Linked DNA regions of Mus musculus: region 1 is linked to region 2. The links are chromatin contacts, called in public HiChIP or PLAC-seq maps. All regions are on one chromosome and are shown on one strand. The core of a region is the stretch at or near the end of the contact, and the rest is flanking DNA. Distances in the headings are between cores, read along the strand shown. Region 1 holds the start of Rrp12 (ribosomal RNA processing 12 homolog (S. cerevisiae)). Region 2 holds the start of Blnk (B cell linker).

The links. HiChIP or PLAC-seq counts read pairs in DNA pulled down with a chosen protein or histone mark.
Region 1: a contact with region 2 is called in an H3K27ac HiChIP or PLAC-seq map of microglia, with 6 times the contacts expected there. The contact joins the promoter of Rrp12 here to the promoter of Blnk in region 2. A contact is called at or near these places in 1 of 39 promoter capture datasets (pre-B cells) and 1 of 115 datasets of contacts at active chromatin or transcription factors (microglia).

The regions. Positions count from the first base shown.
Region 1 is chr19:41,893,052-41,900,207 of GRCm38.p6, reverse strand. It overlaps Rrp12 (ribosomal RNA processing 12 homolog (S. cerevisiae)), which reads left to right and starts at 4,055. Exons shown (of 34, transcript NM_199447.2): 1 at 4,055-4,269; 2 at 4,831-5,060. The coding sequence starts at 4,131.
Region 2 is chr19:40,990,680-40,997,702 of GRCm38.p6, reverse strand. Blnk (B cell linker) reads left to right here and starts at 3,482. Exons shown (of 17, transcript NM_008528.5): 1 at 3,482-3,691. The coding sequence starts at 3,645.

The DNA of each region.
Region 1 (7,156 bases), core at 2,806-5,305, 900 kb before region 2:
GATTAGAACAATCTGAGGCCTGGAGATTTATTTATTATTCATTCTACAAATTCTGTCCCTCAAGAGCATCCTGACTAATAAATGTATAATAAATATACACAAATACGTATAACATATATGGGGGATTATTAGAATGGGTTACTGGCTGTGTCTCAGCCAGTCCAACGATGGCTATCTAACAGTGGAAGGTCCAAGGATCCAGTAGTTGAGTTCGCATGCAGCTGGATGTCTCAGCTGGTCTTCAGTTTACACCAGAATCCCAAGGATGTAGGTTCTGAAGCCAGTGAAGGACTGGACTGGCTAGCAGGGAAGAGGGAGCAAGCTTCCTCCGTCCACATCCTCTATATAGGCTGCCAGAAGAAGGCGTGGCCAAGATCCAAGCTGGATCTTCTTAAAAGATCTGGATTAATGGCGTGTCTTCTAACCTCAAGGATCCACAATGGGGGCCCAGTGGTGCTGGTGCACATTTTTAATCCGAGTACTCAGAAGGCAAGAACAGGCAGAGCTCTGTGAGTTCGAGGCCAGCCTGGTCTACAGAATGAGTTCAAGAACAGCCAGAACTATGCAGGGAAACCCTGCCTTAAAAATACAGAAAACAAACAAACAAACAAACAATAGGCAAAACAAAATAAAACCCCCCAAACCAAACAACCCAAAAGCCAAACCAAAACCAAAACCAAAACAAAGATCTAGATTAGAAGTGAATCTTCCCACTTCTAATTTGTTTTCTAAGAAGAAAATCCCTCACAGGTGTGCTTTAACCATTTGGGTTTTAGTTCATTCCAGAGGTAGTCAAGTTGACAGCCAAGAATAGCTATTACAGAGAATAAAGTGACTTGCTCAAGGTCACACAGCAAGTGGTGACAGGAGTCCTGGTTCAAACGGTTTAAGAGTAGTGATATCCTATGGGTGGTGTCTCGTGGCTTATGTGGTGTGAGGAATCCTGGACTTGATAGATCTTCCTGACGGAAGCCAGTTATAGAATTCACGGGTAGGGAAGTTGGTACTTCACCAAGATGTGATCCCTGCAGTGAGGGGCAGAGGCGTGCTTCTTGTGCACACAGTTTGGAGGTGAGGAGGTTTGTGTTGTTCACCAAAGAGCAAGAAGAGTGGGCCTGCAAAATTCTACTCTAGCCAACATTTCAGCCTTTCCATATGGGTATAGCCCAGGTTGCTTGAAATGCTCCCTCTTGTGGTGACAATGTGACTCTATGCTCATGCCAAGTACCGTGACCTGTTTTTTTGGAATTTTCCATGTTAATTTTAATTGTTAACTTGATAGGATTTATACTCACCTAGAAGACAAATTTCTGGTTGTAGTGTGTGTGTGTGTGTGTGTGTGTGTGTGTGTGTGTGTGTGTGTGTGTGTGTGGTGTGCCTAATGCCATTTCCAGAAATGTTTAACTGAAGGGGCACACCCACCCTGAATATGTGGACAGCAACATTCAATGGGCTAAGACTGGATAAGAAGAAAGCGAGTACCATCAGCCTCTGTCTGTCTGTCTGTCTGTCTGTCCCTGCTTCCTGAATGCAGGCACAATGTGCTCAACACACCTAGCACCTTGTCTTCCTTACCACAATGGACTGTTCCCTCAAACTGTAAGCCAAAACAAATTCTTCCTTCTTTAAATAGCTTTGTTGGGCATTTTGTCCCAGCAGTGAGAAAAGTCACTTAACGGACAGCCATTTTCATATTGACTCCAAATGATAGCTCAGTGGGTTTAGTATTGTATAGAGGGTAAAATATATATGAGCCGAACATTGAAGTGTACACCTGTAATTCAAGCCCTTCACATACACAGAGGCAGGAGGATTGCCATGAATCCAAAAGAAGAATGTGTTACATGGCAAGGGCTTGATTATCCCATCCCTTCCCTCTGCAATAAATAAATAAATAAATAAATAAATAAATAAATAGAAAAGAAGCAAACCAGAGTATGATGCTGGGCCATTGAGCCATCTCTTCAGCCCCTCTATTTTTTAAGATACATTCAGGTAAGTATATAATACACAACCATTACTTGGTGAATACATCTATGTAAACCCCTAAGATATTAGACTATAACTACATCTACTGTGCTTACTCTCAGCTGGTACCAGATTCCAATACTGGGGTCCTTTTGTTTTTTTAATTAATAGAATCATACAATACACATTTTTTTTTGTTTTTTTGTTTTTTTGAGACAGGGTTTCTCTGTATAGCCCTGGCTGTCCTGGAACTCACTCTGTAGACCAGGCTGGCCTTGAACTCAGAAATCCACCTGCCTCTGCATCCCCAGTGCTGGGATTAAAGGCGTGCGCCACCACTGCCTGGCTACATTCTTTTATGTCTGGAGTCTTCCATTTAATTTGAATCATACACGCACATAGCAGATCTCTGTGTATACTATGCAGAAGCTGCTGTTTAAAAATGATAAAATATTCCATTACATATCATTATATCACAGTGAATCTGACCTATTCTGTTGATGGGTGTTTGGTCACTTCTAGTTCTCAACTATCTCTTTTTTAGCAAGTAAGTAATCGTCTCTGTTGGGTGTATATATAGGAATGAATTGCTGGGTAGAGTGGACATATGTTTTATTAGATACTACTAGACCAAGCTAGATGTTAGGGCTCATGCCTGCAATCCCATCACTCACGAAGCAGAGGCAGAAGAATTGCTGTGAGTTTAAGGCCAACATAGGTCACACGAGACCTCAAAATACAAACAGGGAGCAGGGGCTGGAGAGATGAATTAACAACAGTGAAGAGTTCATGCTAGGGCTGGAGAGATGGCTCAGTGGTTAAGAGCAATGACTGCTCTTCCAGAGGTCCTGAGTTCAATTCCCAGCAACCACATGGTGGCTCACAACCATCTGTAATGGGATCGGATGCCTTCTTCTGGTGTGTCTGAAGACAGTGATAGTGTACTCACACACAGCTCTTGCAGAAGACCTGAGACAGGTTTCTCCTAGCACCCTCAGACAGCTCATAACTGCTCGTAATTCCAGCTCCAGGGGGTCTGATGCTTCCGGCCTCCACAGGCACCTGAATTCATACCATCACACGGGTGTACACATAACTTAAGAAATACATCTTTTAAAAATAGTACTAGTTTCCCAAAGTGCCCATATCAACCAACAGCAGCACATGGAGACATCAGGGCTGTGTTCTTGGCAACAGGGCACCACCACTGCTCCTTTCTGTCGTTATTCCGTTGTGGTTTCAATTTGCAAAGCAAGTCGTGGGCACTAGTTGTTGCTTTTATCTCTCGTGAGGCCAAGATGTTTTCATTTGTTATACATCCATAGTTTTTGATTATTGTTTTCTTTTTTAAACTTTATTAGGGTTTTTTGTTTGTTTGTTTCTGTTTTTTGAGACAGGTTCTCACTGTGTAGCCCTGAATGTCTTGGAGTTCACTATTTCAATATTTAGAGCAGTGTGGCCTTGAAATTACGGAGATCAACCAACGTCTGTTACCTAGGCGCTGGGATTACTGATGTATTTATTTTGTTATTTTTGTTTTTAGACAGGATTTTGCATCTCGCAGTGTGGAGACTAGGCTGGCTTTAAACTCACGACAGTCTTCCAGTTTGCCGGGATTACAAGCGTGCGGACACCACCGCTCCGCTTGAACAACCGATTTTTGTTTGTTTGTTTGTTTTTCGAGGCAGGGTTTCTCTGTATAGCCCTGGCTGCCCTGGAACTCACTTTGTAGACCAGGCTGGCCTCGTACTCGGAAATCCACCTGCCTCTGCTGGGATTAAAGGTGTGCGCCACCACGCCCGGCTGAACAACTGATTCTTTGAGAGTAATATAAATTTGTCTTTTAATTCCAAAGAAATTCCCGTTTTACAAGGTTTTCCTTCACGGCCACGAATCTTGGCGGTGCATCAGGAGCCCACACAGCATCCGAAACACCAGAACTCCTTCCCCAGCGTTAAGATCGCAAAGCAAATAGGAAGCCTCAGAACGGATGTTGATTGGTTTTGCCATGGTAACAGATTGGAGACAGGAAGTGACATCAGAGGAAGGGGCTGCGGAGCCGGCTGAGGACACACACGTGGGTTCTGCCGTGGCTTCTGCTGTCTTTTCGGCGTGTGTGGACGCTTGTTCTCTGGGCGAGTGCGAGCCACCGTTTGGTCAACATGGGTCGCTCGGGGAAATTGCCCTCTGGTGTCTCGGCCAAGTTGAAGCGCTGGAAGAAAGGCCACAGCAGCGACAGCAACCCCGCCACTTGCCGCCATCGCCAGGCCGCTCGGAGCCGCTTCTTCAGCCGCCCGTCAGGTAGCCGGGCCGTGGGACTCCTTGGGCGGCATCTTGTGGCATTCGGCCTGCCACTTTGTAATGTCAGTCCTGGCGCTCACTGTGAAGGCCCGCCCCTCGAGTTTGACAGATGCGGAAATTGTCCTCTGAAGGGAAATGACTTGTCTAGGATACCGCGGTCTCAGGGACACGGCCGTCACTACCCTTGGATGCCCCTTTAGATTTATGTATATGTTGAGGGAGTGTCAGGGAGCGAACCCAGGACTTTGTGCACGCTAACTAAACACTCAACTACTAACCCACATCTTCAGCCTTCGGGTGTCTCCGTACAGTATACGACCCTGGCTCTGGATGTCCCTGTGCCTTTAGTACAGGGAAGCAGAAACAGATCTGGGGTTCCTTTCTCTTGGCCTTGAAAATTGCAAGCGTACACAGGGCTGTGCAGGCAAGCCTGGTTTGGAATCCTGCCGCTGGGATTGGGGGGGTCTAAACCCTCTGGTTTGTTTCTTAGGGGTTCTGTTCCTTCAGCTAAAGGAAGTTTGGGTGGAAATGGGGCCATTACCTTGTTACTCTGGTTCTCAGGAAAGAGCGACCTGACTGTTGATGCTGTGAAGTTGCATAATGAGCTGCAGTCGGGGACCCTGAGCCTGGGCAAAAGCCAAGCCCCTGAGACGACCATGGACCAAGATCCAGAGGTGGCTTTCACCGAGAAGTCCTCGGGCACGTTTCTGAGTGGCTTGTCTGACTGTACAAATGTCACTTTCAGCAAAGTGCAGCGCTTCTGGGAATCCAACTCAGCTGCTCACAAGGAGGTAGGAGATTGGTTGCTGAGTTTGTAGGGCAGTAGGCAGGGCACATTCAAGATGACTTTCATACAGCTCTGGTGACAGCAACTGGTATTTCTGGATGATGTGTCATCTCTCTTACCCTTTGTGCCCCTCACATACACTCTTGGGCAGAGTCCCCTTAAAAATCGTGTGTGGTAATTAATGTTCATATATGTTTGAAATTTTTTTGTTTATTTTTTTGAGACAAAGTTTCCATTTGTAGACCAGACTGGCTTCAAAGCCATAGAGAGCAATCTGTCTTTGCCTCTCAAGTGCTGGGGTCAAAGGTTTGTGTCTTCATGCTCAACAAAGCATATTAATTTTGATTGTGCGTGTCACAGCATGGGCATGAAGGTCAGAAGACAACTTTAGGGAGACCTTTCTCTTCCCTTCCACCATGTGGGGCTCAGGGATCAAATTCAACTTGTCAGGTTTGGGAGCAAGTACTTTACTGGCTGAGCCAGACTGAGGGTAGAAATGTTGTCAACCTTTGTCTCCTCAGCTGTTCTTCAAACGGGAATCTTTACATGTATTTCCAGGGATGTTAGTGTTCAAGTTCATGGTGAATAACTGTGGTTTGGGATCTGTTTTGTTTAACGAAAAATGTTTTACTTAATTGACATTTCAAAGTTAATATGTTTATTTTTTTATTATTTAAATGAGGAATATTAAAAATGCTAAATGAGGGGCTGGAGAGATGGCTCAGCGGTTAAGAGCGCTGACTGCTCTTCCGAAGGTCGTGAGTTCAAATCCCAGCAACCACATGTCTGATGCCCTCTTCTGGGATGTCTGAGGACAGCTACAGTGTATGTACATGTAATAAATAAATAAATCTTTAAAAAAATGCTAAATGATACAAAGAGATATAAATAGACTAAAGTGTTATAGCTAGTCTCCCAATTTGAGTCTCTCCAGTGGGCATTGTTCATAGGTCACTCAATGTATTTCTAGACTAGCACTGCCCAGTAGTGCTATAAAGTGAACCACGAGTGATTTTGAATTTTAGAAGCTACATTTAAAAAGTAAAAAGAAGTGGGTAAAATTAATGTATTCGACCAGTATGTATAAAATATTAGCATTTCAACACATTTAGTCAGTCTTTGTGTTATTTCTTTAGACTCTTTTATTTATTTCAGTTTGGTGAGTTTGTGTCACATGTCTGCACATGTGCCCATGGGGGTCATAACTCCTGGAGCAGGAGTTGGAGTTGACCATGAGCTATCCCGTGTGGGTACTAGGAACCAGACTCCGGTCCTGTGCGAGGGCAGCGAGAGTTCCCAGCCACTGAGCCATGTAGATGCGCAGCCCCATCAGTCAGGATCTGTTGTGGTTATTGTTTTGGTTTTTAGCCTAGGGTCTCACTCAGTACCCCTGGCTGGCCTGAAACTTGATGTATGGACCAGGCATGCCTTGAACTCAAGAGAGCTATAAGACCCTTGTTTCCCAAGTGCCAGGATTAAAGGTGTGTGTCACTGCTGGATGATAAGGTCGTTTAGTCTAGCTCAGGTTGACCTGGATCGCACTTTGTGGCTCATGTTGGCCTAAGACTCAAGGTAATCCTCTTGCCTCCGCCTTTGGAATGCTGGGATCACAGGTGTGTGCCACCATACCGAGTTCTGTTCAACTTTCTGTATGTTTACTAGGGTTTACTGAAATATGGTTATATTTTATAACCACCACTCCAACTTTGTCATTGACAAAACAGTATTTCCAAGTTATTGTATCTAATTGTTCTCATATCGTTGGGGTTTTTTTTTGTTTTGTTGTTGTTTTTCAGTAGTCATATAATATTTAAATCTCATTTTTGGGCACGGCAGTACATGCCTCCTGTAATCTCAGGACTTGGAAAGCTGAGGCAGGAGAATTGCTGTCAGTTTGAAGCTAGTTTGGGCTACATATTGAGATTCTATCTCAAAAAAACAAAAACAGCCGGGCGTGGTGGTGCACGCCTTTAATCCCAGCACTCGGGAGGCAGAGGCAGGTGGATTTCTGAGTTTGAGGCCAGCCTGGTCTACAAAGTGAGTTTCAGGACAGCCAGGGCTATGCAGAGAAACCCTGTCTCGGAAAACCAAAAAACCAAA
Region 2 (7,023 bases), core at 2,233-4,732:
CATAAATAATGACAGTAAAAGAGATAGTCATGTCTAACACTTGACTTAAGAAATAGGGTGTGGGGCCTGGGAAGATTGCTCAGTTGGTAAGACGCTTGTTGTGGAGGCATGAGGACCCGAGTATGACTTCCCAGAACCTAGATAAAAATTTCAGATCTGGTGGCACACTTAAGCTCTCCTAGCTCTGGGGAAATGAGCAGGCAGAAGGGATTCTGGGGCTCCACGACCAACCACCCTAGCCTAATTGCTGAGTTCATGTCTTGATGAGGGACCTTGTTCCAAAAGCAATCTGGACAGTGCCTGAGGAACAATGAGTAATGTCCTTGGTCTCCACATACACACTCACCCTCCAACCCCAAACACACCAAAACAGAGAAGATGCTTCCATTGTCTGGCAGGCCTGTGGACCCCTTCTCTATATATGCAGTTATATAAATGCAACTTGCTGAGTCTGTTTGTGTTGCTTGAGCACAAAGGATTTCAGCACTGACTACTCTGTATTGGATACTCAACTGAGAGGCTTATCCTTAGGAAAGGTTAGCTCTCCCTCTCTCAGAAGTCATTTGTCACCTACCAAACTCCATGAGCTTTCCCCCTTCTGCATGTAGAATGTTTACTGGTATTTCCACTGTCTGGGCTTGTTTAGACAGTCATTTCTAGGAGGCATTAACTTCTTTTGAACAGTTTTGCTTAAATCTTACTTCTTTGTGTGCTCACGTGCTCCACTGCGGACACCCGGAGGTCAGAGGAGTTCTTTCTATCGTGTGTGACCTGGAGACGTTCAGGAGTCAGTCTTACAGCAAGTGCCCTTACCCACTGAGCCGTCTTGCAGGCTTGTACATTTGCTTCTTCAGTTTGTCTTTATTGCTTAAATTATATTTTAAAAACTGGGGCTGGAGAGGTGGCTCAGTGGTTAAGGGGCATCTGTGTCCTTTCAGAGGACCTGGGTTTGATTCCCAGCAACCACATGGAGGTTCACACCTGAACTGTTTGTACCTGAAGTTCCAGGAAATCGAATGCTTTCCGGCCCCTACTCCCCAGAAGTATTCAAGTAGGTGTATAGATAGACATACATTCAGGTGAAGCACTAATACACATAAAATAGTAATAAAATACTTTTAAAGAGGAAAATATTATTTTTGCCATCTATCCACAGTGATACAACTGGAGCTCACTGGTTTCCGCTGTTCAATAGTATCTGTTTATGTGAAAAATGGTACCAATCATTCATTACTGTCTTGTTGATGGACAACTAACTGGACCATTGCTAAGACTGGGTTTTTGTTTTTCCTGTTAGAAACAGGAAAGCAAGCTGGTGTTCAGTGGTGCAGCACTTGCACGGCTTGCCCAAGGCCCCGAAGGAGGGAATAGCAGCGCTTCACTGAACATTCTTGCATGTGACCTTGGTTTATCAGCTTAGAAATGTCTCATAGACCCTATGACCTACCCTCACAAACATGTGCACCATTTAACACGAACCTCCTTCCAAAGTGATTGTGCCATATGGCTTTCTCCGTGGTATGTGTGACTCACAGTTGTTAAAAGGCATTTGTCGTGGTACTTTGGTGATTCAGTCATCTGTGTACCTGCTGTTGTAGACTGGGCCTGGCTGCTCTTCAAGGCATAAGCTGTGGAGTCACACTGTGTGGTCTCACTTCATTAACAAGTCAGCAGCTGAGATTTGGTAACCGGTTCCCAGTCGTGATCAACCCTTCTTGGCAAGCCGTGGCAGCAGGAAAGCCACTGGGTCAGGCTTGGATCATTGAACTGACCCACTCCACACACTCCACACCACACGGGGCAGAACTGCAACACACCGGCCTGGAAAAGCAGTTTCTCGTTTTCATCGTGTCGGACTTGAATACAGTAAAAAGAAGAAAGACAAGCGGCTGTAAAAAGAAAAAGCAGAAGTGGAACCCTCGACCCTCTCTCTTTCTCTGGGGAAATAAGAAGTTGCCAGACCAGGTGCTCGACAGAGTTGGTGGAGAGGAAAGTCCGCAGGTCAATTGGAAGCATTTTACAACCATCCAGAAGGAACAAAAGGCTATTATCACCCCCCTGGCCAGACTCTCCTGACCCTTGATGACATCATATATGGTTTTTATGTTCCTTTCTGCTAAGAGCTGTGGGAAGGGCGGGGCAGGGAACTAGATCTCCTTCAGGATACATTGCAAGAAAACCGTGCAGGCAGATTAGAGAAAGGCAACAGTTACGGGAAGCAAGTGTCTGCATTTCTCTCCTGATGCCCTACTCTTCTGCAAAGGGACCTCACCCTTCAACCACTCTGAGGCATCAGCTCTCGGACATCCTGAAGAATGGCAAATTCAGATATAGTGCATGAACGTGAACAGTCAAGGAACCAGGAGGACCGAAGAGCTCCTCTTTGAACAAAGAACCTGGGGGTGGGGGTGGGCAGGGGCGGGAAGAAATCCGGGTTTGCTCTCTGTCTCTTCTCCTCCCTTCTCTGGCCTGGTCCTCCTTCCCACTCTCTCCTCAGCCAGGCCCTTGAAGCTATAACAGGAGAGATAACTGAAATCCCTCCACTCTGTCTCCCTCCAACCCCCCGTGCATTCTTTAGACCCAGGTCGATGGTCCTTTGATAATGTTCAGAACGTAATCTCCTTTCACAAAGGTGACTAGGATGTGCCAGGTGAGTGGGGGTGGGGGTGTTCAGGTCCAAGGGGAAGAAAGAACACGCCCTCTCATTTTTTTGTTTTTTGTGTTTTGTTGTCTCGAGGAGTATAGCAGAACTGTCTAGATGGGGTCAGAGGCAGGTGTGGGATTTCACTGTGCTTGGGATACCCCTACACCTGACATGTCGCACTGGGTGTGATGAGAGGGGAAGACATGGAGGGGAGTTAGGAGGCATCCGCCTGATGTCATGTGTTGGGAAATCACTAGGCTTGTCCTCAGCTGACTTTTGAGTGTATCCTGTCTTTATTTGAAAATGGCAAGCTTTCAGCAAGGCAACTCCTGACTCCACACAGCATACGATAGGGTCGCCTTTCCCCACCCCTAAGTGACCTTGACCTTGCACAAAGAATTACCTATCACATTTTAAATGACCACTGCTGTGACCTCGGTGACAAGAACTGTCCATTTCATGTCTTAGTTCTTAAGAAGAAGAGGCTAACCCATGGCTTAATGCAAATGAGCAGAAAGCCCCCAAAGAGCCATCCAGATATAATTGATTATTCAGCTTTTCCTTGTACCTAAGAAGTGGCAGGGTGACTCTGGCCATCTGCTAAAAACAGGGACTACCTAAGGTTTGGGACAAACAGGAAGTAGTGCTCAGTCAGAAACTTATCCAACCTGGCAACACACCTGATCATAAAAGAGCTACTGGAAGGGATTTGCATGCCCAATAAGGTTTCACTACCGAAGTTTACACAACGCACAGTAATCAGCCAGGCTGGCTGACTCCCTGGATCACATGACCTCGTAGAAACATGAAACTTGGCGATGCGCTCCAGCGAGTTTTACTTCCCCTGTGCAGGGGTGTTTGCCAGCAGCCTGTGGGTTGCTCGCAGAAGTCAGTTCCAGTGGCTTGAGTTCTTGAGGCCAGAGCCTTACCATGCTGCTCCCCAGGAAGTCCAGGAGCTGCTGACACCCCCCTGGACAGCGACACATCCTCTCTCAAGAAAATGGACAAGCTGAATAAGATAACTGTCCCTGCCAGCCAGAAGCTGAGGTAAGAGATTCCCTTCGGAGCCTTATTCCTCTTCTTTGCCCTCTAGGGCTCCTCCAGCGCTCAGAGGCACCAAAACCTTGGGATACTTGACCAGTGCCAATCGGTTAGCAATGGCTATAGGGAAGTAGATCAGCTTTTTAAAGAAACGTGTAGGAGGAGTGAAGGAACCTGCTTTGGCTGGTTTTTGCCAGGGATGGGACAAAGAGTGAAGCTCTGGGAAGGCAAGAAGATAGAAAATTTGATGGCCCACATGCTAGCAACAGCCAGCTTTCTGAGTCTGAGGAGGGGCTCATCCATGGTGTGAAGAGCGTTTGTAGTCACTGTCGCTTACTGACTCTTGTTTGTTTTGTGGGTGTTCACCCTAAGTTTATTGGGGGAACTACGCGTCTCTCCAGTACCCTCATGACTATCTATTTTAGAATGTCAGATGGCTCACTGGATAAAGTGCTGAATGTGCAGGTCTGATGATCTAAGTTCCATGCCCACAACCCAGATAAAAAACGGAAAGAGAAGCAACTCCACAAAGCTGTCCTTGGACTCCACAGTCACTGCCAGCCTGGCACATGCATGCCCTGACACATCATGCCCACACACATTTCACACACACATACACACACACATACTGATAATAACAATAACCATTTTAAAAAACAGCTTTGGCAATTTAAAGAAATATATACTAAGAAAGAATAAGCCAGCAGTGGCCTAAGGCATACATACGTCAAGAGACCATGCAAAGATGACTTCCCAGTTTTTGAGTTTGAAGAGCATTGTCTTCTGAAGTGGGGCTGATGACTCTCAGAGGCTGGAACTTTCAAACGTTTAAGGGTGTGTTATATTCCATGTGCAGGCTAGAACTTTGGACTTTCATGAGGTCATACTTAAGGGATGGAGCACTGGAGAGTCTGAGACAAATGACAAGAAAAGACATGGAGTTGATAGAAGGACAGTCTTTCACGGTGGCACATGGGTCTTCTCACTCTGAGGGGTTTGGTAAGAGGCAGACTGAGAGGTACTAAGGGGTCCAGACCAGCGGGCAGCATCAGCTGGTCAGCCATTTTATAGAGGATACCCAGGAGAGCCACAGAGCCTTTAACATGGAAGTTAGAAGGTCCCACAGGCACCCTCCATCTTCTGCTGTGCATCTCACGGAAGGGAAGGGTAGAGCAGACATCGTAGAAATAATAAGGGGGCCACGAAGTGGAGAAGAGGATTGGAGTAGCAGAGACATCTTCATGAAGATGATGCTTCAAGAATTAAGCCTCTGAGAGGCAGCTGAGAAAACAGATGGAGAGCTGAGGGAAACAGGTTACATGCTGAGGGGGCTGTAACCTCACACGTACAGGCTGATGCGAGTGCAGTCTCAAATGTGGGCTGGTGAGAAAAGTCCTGCCTAGCAGAGGCCACAGAGTGGAACGTATGGGGTGAGAGGGCCCTGGGAAATTGGTCCTGTCTAATGGGGCCAGCTGGAAAAGAGCCACTTGGGGGCGGGGGGGGGGGGTCTAACCATACAGAGTTGGGCAGCGGCTGTGCTGTTAGGGAGTGATCAGGACGGATTGCATAGGGGAAGCTGAAGGTACAGATCCTGGGGGTGCTGGGGATATAACTATCCCCAGCATCTAGAGTTAAAGGCACAGCACTGAGAAGGGACAAGCAGGGAGAAGTCAGAGGACCTGGCAGAGAACTGACAGGGTCTCCTGTCGAGGCTGCTCTGAGCAGAGGTCCCAACGGTCCCTAACCTAAAGCCGCTCAAATGCTCAGAATGCGCTCCAGAGAACCTAGATGAGGATCGAAATAAAGAGAGCAATAGAATTTTAATCACTTTACGATCCCTCCCGGTGAGACAAAATTCCGTCTAACCATGGAGTGGGTGGTGGGCATTATGTAATTATATTATAGGCGAGAAGGCCACAATTATATTGCAGTTAATCACATGCTACGTCTATCCGCTGAGAGCAAAGCATCATTTCCCCACCACCCCCACCCCTCCACACCCCCCCCCCCCCCCGCACTTGGTTACTAAGTTGTCTGCACAGACTTGGCCCGGTTTTTTTAATGAAATGTGCAGTCAGCGTGGACCTTTGCAAAGAAATGCAACTGTAAACAAAACAACTCAAAAAACCACCTCAAATATTTTCTGTAAATACTGGACACGGTGAGAAGTCAGCAGGGGAGAGTTGGGCAGTAGCTGTGCTGTTAGAAAGTGAACAGGACCGATTGCATAGGGGAAGCTGAAGGCACCGATTCTGGGGGTGCCGGGAATTTCAGGATCCTGAGCATCCAGAGTTACAGGCACTGAAGTGAAAAGGGAGACTGTGTGCCCTCTCCTGACTGGCCAATAGCAGTTTAGAAGGTTGCTCAGAGTTACTTGGCTCCAGATTGCAACGTCAATGCAGAGGGATATTTGGATTCTTTCAAATTCATCAAGGCTTATAGAGGAATGTGATCAGAGCAAAGCCAAGCAAACAGCAAATGATACAACAAAGCCGTGTAGTGAGTATTCTATTCACGAAAGGGGTTCAGTGGGATGACCGGGATCCAGAGGCTGCATATCCAGGTCTGGAGAAAGACTGGGAGCAGAAGGGATGAAGAGGAAGAGAAGCAGAGTGAACCAAGGAAACAAAGGCAGGCAGGATTGGGGGTGTGGGTAGGGGATCCTCAGTGTGAAGGACAGAAGTCTCCCGTGGCACCCCCGGAGGTGCTCAAACTGAGGCAGTAGAGGTGGCCAGGAGAATATGGGGACATGACTTCGATAATATAAATTCCCAGACTTTCATTACTTTGGACTTGGGTCTTTGCCATGACTTTCCTTTGCGTTTTAGAAGGTAGTGACATCATCACGAACTCCCCTGAGACCCAGGTTCTCAATTCTTCAACATCAAATGTCCGTAGGCTCACACAAGTGGCACACGTTGCTGTGCGAGCATTTGGGCATCTACAGAGCTCTGGCAGCGGTGCTCTTCCCGTTACTGTTACTAACTTGAAAATGAAACGTTACATTTTAAACAGCTTCCCCACCTGTGCTTGTGCATTTCTGTAACACACATGAACGCATGCCCATTTGTTTGTGTCAGCGGAGAATGTCTTTGACATAAGGCTGGTCAAGCCACGCTTCGTCAAACTTTCTCTTATTGGATAGAAGATATAGTATTGGCTTTGGTCAGACAAAGTAAGTTTTTTTGTGTGACGTTAGGCGAGTTTACTTCATTTCCTCATCCCCAGTCTCTTCCCCTGGAAGACAACAAAAGTTATAATAACAGCACCAATGCCATAGAGCTATTGTAGGAATTAAATCAATTGTCGAATGAAGCAACCGGCGTCATGACTCTGGC